2 separate regions of the Sus scrofa genome follow, and region 2 is linked to region 1. A link is a contact called in public Hi-C data. All regions are on one chromosome and are shown on one strand. Each heading gives the region's core, a stretch centred on a gene start, on an enhancer-like site or on the middle of the called end of the contact. The rest is flanking DNA. Distances are from core to core; before and after follow the strand shown.

Region 1 (3,664 bases), core at 341-2,840:
AACTCCTATTTTTTAATATAATTTCTAAAGGTTACACTCCGTTTACAATTACCACAACGTATCGGCTATCTTCCCCATGTTGTACAATATATCTTTGTAGTATGAGGGGTTGATAAGTAAAAGTTTTGGTCTATGCTGTAGGAATAATTTGTGAAGAGAGGGGAGAAGGAGACAGTAAAGAAGATGTCTTTGACCAAAGAAGTGGATTAATGACCATTTCAATTGTGAAGGAAAAGAAGTTCCCCCCAAAAAACCTCATAGAGATCCATAAGGGAAAGGAAAAAGCTGGAAAGAGATTTGCCCTAGGTGTCACAGGCATAGTGATGGAGGTGGGGGGGTGGGGTGGGAGGGAACTGGCGTGAATGTTGAAAAATACACATAGAAATACCTCACATTGGAGTTCCCGTTGTGGCGTAGTGGTTAACGAATCCAACTAGGAACCATGAGGTTGCAGGTTTGATCCCTGGCCTTGCTCAGTGGGTTAAGGACCCGGTGTTGCCGTGAGCTGTGGTGTAGGTGGCAGATGTGGCTCGGATCCCACATTGCTGTGCTGTAGTGTAGGCCAGTGGCTACAGCTCGATTAGACTCCTAGCCTGGGAAACTCTATATGCTGTGGGTGTGGCCCTAGAAAAGGCAAAAAGAAAAAAAAGAAAAAAAAAAGAGAGAGAGAGAAATACCTCACATTGTTGATCCATGAGGGGACTTCTCACAAGTACTATCAAGAGCCATGAAAATGCCTGATTTTATGGCTCCCCCAGAGCACTATGAGTGCCATGAGGAATTGTTTGGTCACTGGTTGCTATGTATGGTGATGAGACCCAGTGCAGGGAGAGGGCATAGTCCTGCCCTGCTTAGTGATTATTCTCTTCAGGGAACATCAAGTAACAGTGGAACCAGAGGATGAGCTGGAACGATAAACCACAGTATCTGGACACACTGTTTCTTCAAGCACGAGCACCTGAAAGGGTGGTACCAGGGACCTCTGGCCACTCAAGTAAAACTCAATAAAAGTTTAGTTAATAACTTGTATGACAGAACTTCTGTGGCTTATCATTTATTCCCCCAAATTTTCTTCTATTGAATAATTCCAATAAAAAATAAGTTCAGGGATTTCCCTGGTGGCTCAGTGGGTTAAGGATCAGTGTTGTCATGATGTGGCTCAGGTTTGATTCCTGGCCTGGGAACTTCTACATGCCTTGAGTACAGCCCCCCGCCCCAAAAGCTCAAAAATGAGTTCTTATTGTGGTGAAGGTTGTTGCACACCTCTGTATTACCAGAAGTTATTGAATTATGCACTTAAGAAGTCCATGGAATGTAAAATGATACTTCAAAAAACCTAAAAAAAAAGACAGAATTTATATTTATTAAATATTGTAATGACATATTTAAAAATTTAATTCAGGTTGAGCTCAAAGTCATACTCAGGGTTGATTTATTAAATTATTAATTTAAGCAGCCTACCAGGGTACAGCTCTAATAAGAGGAAGATCCACTGGAAAGAAATTAGGTTACTCATTATGTGTTTCTAGTATTAGTTAATATAAACCAGAAGTGAAACTGTAACACTGCCCAGGACAATAAGGAGTTGGTGTGAGGTTCTAGAAAGTTCCTTCCTTGCAACACTTCTTGGCCAGTATGCGCTCTTGCTCTTCCTGGTACACTCCAGCCCACACTGTCTACCTCCATCTCCTTAACCTTTCTTTGCTTGTCACTTGTCTGGATGTGCTTTGCTGCAAGGAGTGATGATAATTTTTTTATACTGAAGGAGGAAGACAGCTAGAAGACAGAGTAAGTTTTGCTGACAGGAAAAAGGCCAAGTACAAACTTGCATATAAATCAGCCCGCTGGTTAGTCATCCTTCTCACCAATAAAGCTATGCGTATCTGGAAGGTGACCAGTGAAACTCCCTATCTGGAATGCTCAGTGGCTTGCCTGGTTCCTGTGGACTTTGGAAGGCCCGCAGCTGATGGTTCAGACACAAGTGTACCGAGGTGGGGCCCCTGTTTCATGATCTCTTCACAGCTGTGATTGTGTAATCCTTATTCACGGCAGTGAGAAGTCACTGAATATTCCAGGCTTACGCCTGTGTTACTAAATGTTTGGTGTTTGCTGCCAAACTGAAATGCTTAAAACACCCAGCAGTGGTAGGCAACTCAAAGTCTCCAGTCAGAAGGGCTGCTTTCTGGAGTAATTAACAACACATGCCAAGTTCTGCCTCCTTGCTTCTCCTCGTGTGATCCTCCCTTTCCTGCTGCTCTGTCAGCCCGTCCACGCCAGGCCCCCTGAGCCTTCTTCCCTAAGCGCCAGCTCAGAGTCTCAGCCTCTCCTGAGTCTCTGTCCAGGCTCTGTCCCTTGGGCATCTGTGTGATTTAGGGAAGTTCTTTTACCTTCTCCAGAAAATGGGGCAATACGTCTTGGGGGTGTTGTTTGGCACGAGGTTCTCGATAAGAATGAATATCTCCTTGGAGTTCCCATCGTGGCACAGTGGTTAACGAATCTGACTGGGAACCGTGAGGTCTCAGGTTCAATCCCTGGCCTTGCTCAGTGGGTTAAGGATCTGGCATTGCCGTGAGCTGTGGTGTAGGTTGCAGATGCGGCTCGGATCCCGTGTTGCCCTGGTTCTGGCGTATGTCGGTGGCTACAGCTCCAATTAGACTCCTAGCCTGGGAACCTCCATATGCTGCAGGAGCAGCCCTAGAAAAGGCAAAAAAAGACCAAAAAACAAACAAACAAACAAAAAAAAGAATGAATATCTCCTAGCTCTTCCAGGAGAGATACATTATACCACGTTCCTCTGAATGGAATGTACTTCACAAGTTAGCACTTTATTATAAACTTGGACTTTGCTCCCTATTTCATGTAGCATTTATCTGATAACCACAGGGAACCTACACCCTCCCTGGTGAGAGGAAAAAGGCTGTACTCTTTTCTGAAGCTGTCTTCGAAAGTCTACTTAGTCACAGAGAAAGATGACGAAGCTTTGGACTGTGTCATGATTGGTGGGCAGTTAAGTTTGTTGGCACCACTGTTTTCAGCTCCATTAGGTTGTGGTAACAGGATCAGCCCAGGTGATAATGAAGTTGGGACCCTGTGATCAGGCTGCTGGACCCTAGTTACTGGCTGACCACTGTGTGGGGTTGTCTCTTGGCATCATATTAGTGCAGTTTCTCGGAGGGTGGAAAGCCCTCAATTACTGTAACAGAGGGCTTCCCATATAGTCTACTATGTGAAGTTTCTACAATTCATCTCACACCAGCAACTTGAGATATGCTTATTCAGCCCTCTTGAGCTCTCACGCCCATACTGATATTGTCAGCAAGACCCAGTTGATTCTGCCTCTCCTTCGACTTTGACTCTTCAGACTGGCCCTGCTCTCCACTCCCAGGCTCTGGTTCAGTCTCCCGTCATCTTTATTTTGTTTGTTTTGGCTGTGCCCTCAGCAGGAGGAAGTTCCCTGGCCAGGAATCAACCCAAGCCACAGCAGTGACAAATCTGAATCCTTAACAGCTAGGCTGCCAGGAAACTCCAAGTTTCCATCATCTCTTATCTGGATCTCTACAATAACCTCACAGTAGGTCTCTTTTGTTGCTAAATTCACACCTCTGTAATTTACTTCCAAAAGGCTGCCACCGGGTTACTATTCTCAAACGGCCAGCAAATTAAA
Region 2 (3,664 bases), core at 595-3,094, 88 kb before region 1:
GCGCCACGACGGGAACTCCAGGATCAAGCTACTTCTTAAAACGCGAAATAAACATGACTTAAGGATCTACTCATCTATGTAATTAATGTTCACTTTCTTCCCGTTGTTTGTACACTTCTTGAGGTTCCGTAGTTTAAACGACTGAAAATTTCTTATCCAAATGCCAGTGATTCACAACAGCTCCTAGGACTTCCACAACCAAAGATTTTTCTGGATCCTAACAAAGAGGGTCTGTAGTTTCCCTACAATAACTACTTCCTCCAGAGACTGCACAACCTTATCAGCAAATTGCGGTTCCCTGATACCAAAAATAAGCCATCACGAAAACCAGGCGTGGTTCTAAGTTATTTCCTAAAGGAGAAAGTCCACTCCAGTGTTTACAACAACGCAGGAAAGAAAAGGCAAAAATCTGCAAAATGTCGCCAGGTCGGCAACTCAGGAACTATAAACTTTGATCCTGGGCTTCTGCCCACTAGCAAAGGCCAGGTGGTCGAGTGCTTTCCCCTACACCTGCGCCGCGCTGGCAAGGGACGGATGCTCAGGGAAACCGCACTTCTGCGGTTGGTCCCGGCCTGGACAGGCGATGGGAGCCCCCCGCTCGGGCCCCACCTCACCTTCACCGGCAGAGGCGGCCCAGGGAGGCTCTCCAGGCACCCCTTCACACCCAGGGCGGCCGCCGCCCCGACCTCGGCGATTAGGTTATGGCCGCAGGCGTGCCCGATGTCGGGCAGCGCGTCGTACTCGCAAAGGAAGCCCAGGTGCAGCGGGCGCGTCGCCGCCAACCCCCGCGGCGGCGGCCCCCACTCGGCGCGGAAGGCCGTGGCCAGCTGGTAGTGCGGCTGCACGGCCCACGACCCGGCCGGGGGCTCGCTCTCGAAGAAGCGCGTCAGCACGCCGTGGGCATGGTGCTCCTCGTAGGCCAACTCCGGCTTGTTCCAGATCGCTCGGCTCAGAGCCCCCAGGCGCTCGGCCGCTTCGTCGATGCAATCCGCGGCGCGCAGCTTCAACAGCTCCAGCTGGGAGACGCCGACGCAGGCGCCCCCCTCCACGGGCCGCTCCTCTTCGGGTCTCATCGTGCCCACAGCTGCCAGCCGGTCAGCGCTCCTCGGGACGGCCGGCTGGATCCCTCCCTCCTCGCGGCCCACTGCGCCTGCGCACGCGCTGGGCGTCCTCTCAGGTTGTCTCCACAGCTCCCGGGAGACCCGCTCCCAAGCCGCGGGCCCCGCCTCCAGCGTATCACCAGAAACGTGCTCCGCCCCTTCTGCAGCCAGCAGAAACCCGCTCCCTAGGAAGACATCGGGTTCTGAGAGTCCTCGTCTCGGATCCATACCCTTGACTGTTCTGACTACTGACTTATACTCTAAGGTCGTTATTACATTTCCACTGTTGCTTATCTCCACAACCTCGGAATGAGAACGGTTTCATTGGCTATTAGGCATCAGGGGCAGACCAAGTGGAACACAGTCCACGGCAAAAGGCCGCTTTCCTTTCTAGATTAGTAATACAGATTTATATAAGGTTTTTAGTTCATAAACTGGGTGTCAATATAAATGCTTTACAAAAAAACCCTCTGGACTATAGACTTTGCAGTTACTTAAGTTTTCAGTACTGCCCTGCATTCTTCTCCTTGAGGGTGCTGTCTTGTATAATAGCTGTAAATACTCTATGTGGCTTTCTTATTAGAATCAAAACTTACTAGTGTCTAGAACAGTACGTGGCGTTTGTAGTAAGCACTAGACATGTATTAGCTATTATAGTCTGAATAGAATTAAGAATTTAAAATGAGATTTTTTTAAAGCCCAAAAGAAAGAATTAATGAAAATATTTGTAGTCTTATATATTCATATTATTTTGTTGATTTGTGTTATTTTTAATAATAAAAGCTTTGAGAGAGAAGCTATTTTCTGACTATTTTTGATTACAACTTTGAGCCTGAACTCAAGTAACACGATGTGTGCCATTGGTGTGCACATTATAACTGGGTTTTAGATTACCCAATGAAGAAATTCAAGATGCTTGTGCTCCTGTTTTTCTCCTGTGAAGCACAAAGCTTGAAAAACTGTTGTTGATGATATAGCTATTAATAGTACTGTAGAAATTTATATTTTAAAGGTGTTCTACATAGCAAGAGCTTTCCTCAGCTTTTTATACTTTATCATCTCTTAATTTGTCAAAATAATGTTAAATGGAACACAATATATTTATATAATAAGACAAATGTATTTCTTGAAAATAAGTCTAAAGGAAGCTAATATTCACAAAGACTGTCTACTACTGTTTTTATCTACTAACCGTACTAACAATACCAGAGTCACATTCTAAATCTGAAAATGTATCATCCCTTAGTTAACACTCTAACTGAAACTCAGCCCTAAGGATGACAAATGTGGTATTAAATTCCTGGACCCCCTTGTCTATGCTTAATAAACCTCACCTTCCTCAAAGTAAAACAAACAAACAAAAAACACCTAACTCATATATACTTCTGCAAAATTCCCGTCTGTGAGATTCAGTGCTACTGTGCTCAGGTAGTTGGCTTAAAAAAAAAAAAAAAAAAAAAAAAAAGGCCTTGTTTGAACAAAAATAATAGGTGACGTTTATAGAGCCCTTACTCTGTGGCAGGAACTTAACATGTGCTAAGTGCTTTGCAGGTATTAACTCATTTAATTCTCATAACAATTTATGAGATTGTTACTATGTCTATCTTCACTTTATAGAGACACTGTCCAAGATTACACAGCTAGTAAGTAGTGGATCCAGTATAGAACAGAAGCCAGTCTGGCTCCAGTGGCCTACTTTTAGCCACCATGCTCCACTGTTAATGTAAGCAGACATCCAAATTTTAAATGCAGCTACAGCTTGTCAATTTACATCAGAACCCATATCACTCATTTTGAATAAAACTACTGCAGCAACCCTGGCTGTTGACATTAGTAGTACCCATTTTGCTTGCTTTATCAACAAACAACAACAGAAAAGGGGTGCATATAAATTCTGTATAGAAGCTGCTATTTATATTTTTTGCTAGGAATTAACAAAGCTGTTGCCTGAGGTGGAGAATAGGTTCACTTCAGGCTTTGTTCTCTGTGTGTGCAGGTGCATGCATGCATGTATGTCTTGTGTTTCCATTGTTGGCAGCCAGTATTTCTTATGGTGCTTTGTATCCTTGAATTTGTTTAATAAGTGGTGATAATTTGTTGAATGTTTATCTTCACCTCCAGTCTTGAAACTCTTTTGCTTTCCCACCATGTTCTCCAGCATCTAACAAAGTATGGTGGTGATACAGTCCTTCCATGTCAATAAACATTTGGTGGCTGATTACTCTTCTTGAATCTAATAAGCAAATTGATCAATGAGAGCAATTAACCATTCAACTATGCTAGCTACTAGCAGACACTGTGTTTATCAATGTTATGTTTCTCCCTAGACTTCACAGTCCTTTACCTATGGGAGCTGATGGACAGGAAGAATGGTTTGTGAAACCTGGTGGAGTTGGTCATAGGGCCTTCTTGAAACTGACCAGCTCAGTAATTCTTACTATCACTTTCATTTATATCCATAATGTTCATATGACTGTCTGCCTCTGTATGCTGCTACTAAGGAGCCTGTGATTCTTTTTAGAAACATTAAAACATTTAGAATACTTCTCTTCCTTTAGTGAGGG

The links. A called contact is a pair of places that touch in the nucleus more often than the background predicts.
Region 2: a Hi-C map of liver shows a contact between it and region 1, with 5 times the contacts expected there. The contact joins the promoter of PM20D2 here to the enhancer-like site in region 1. A contact is called at or near these places in 3 of 47 Hi-C or Micro-C datasets (epiblast stem cells, liver and skeletal muscle) and 1 of 2 datasets of contacts at active chromatin or transcription factors (alveolar macrophages).

What each region holds. Positions count from the first base shown.
Region 1 is chr1:57,097,862-57,101,525 of Sscrofa11.1, reverse strand. No RefSeq gene overlaps it. Among named protein-coding and RNA genes, the nearest start is that of PNRC1, 28 kb to the left of the region's middle. Within about 2 kb of position 1,590, at least 44 of the 83 cell types and tissues checked have an H3K27ac peak or open chromatin away from gene starts, as enhancers often do. A contact at or near this core is called in alveolar macrophages, liver and skeletal muscle, where this site is marked.
Region 2 is chr1:57,186,199-57,189,862 of Sscrofa11.1, reverse strand. PM20D2 (peptidase M20 domain-containing protein 2) reads right to left here and starts at 1,844. Exons shown (of 7, transcript XM_013992683.2): 1 at 615-1,844. The coding sequence starts at 1,328.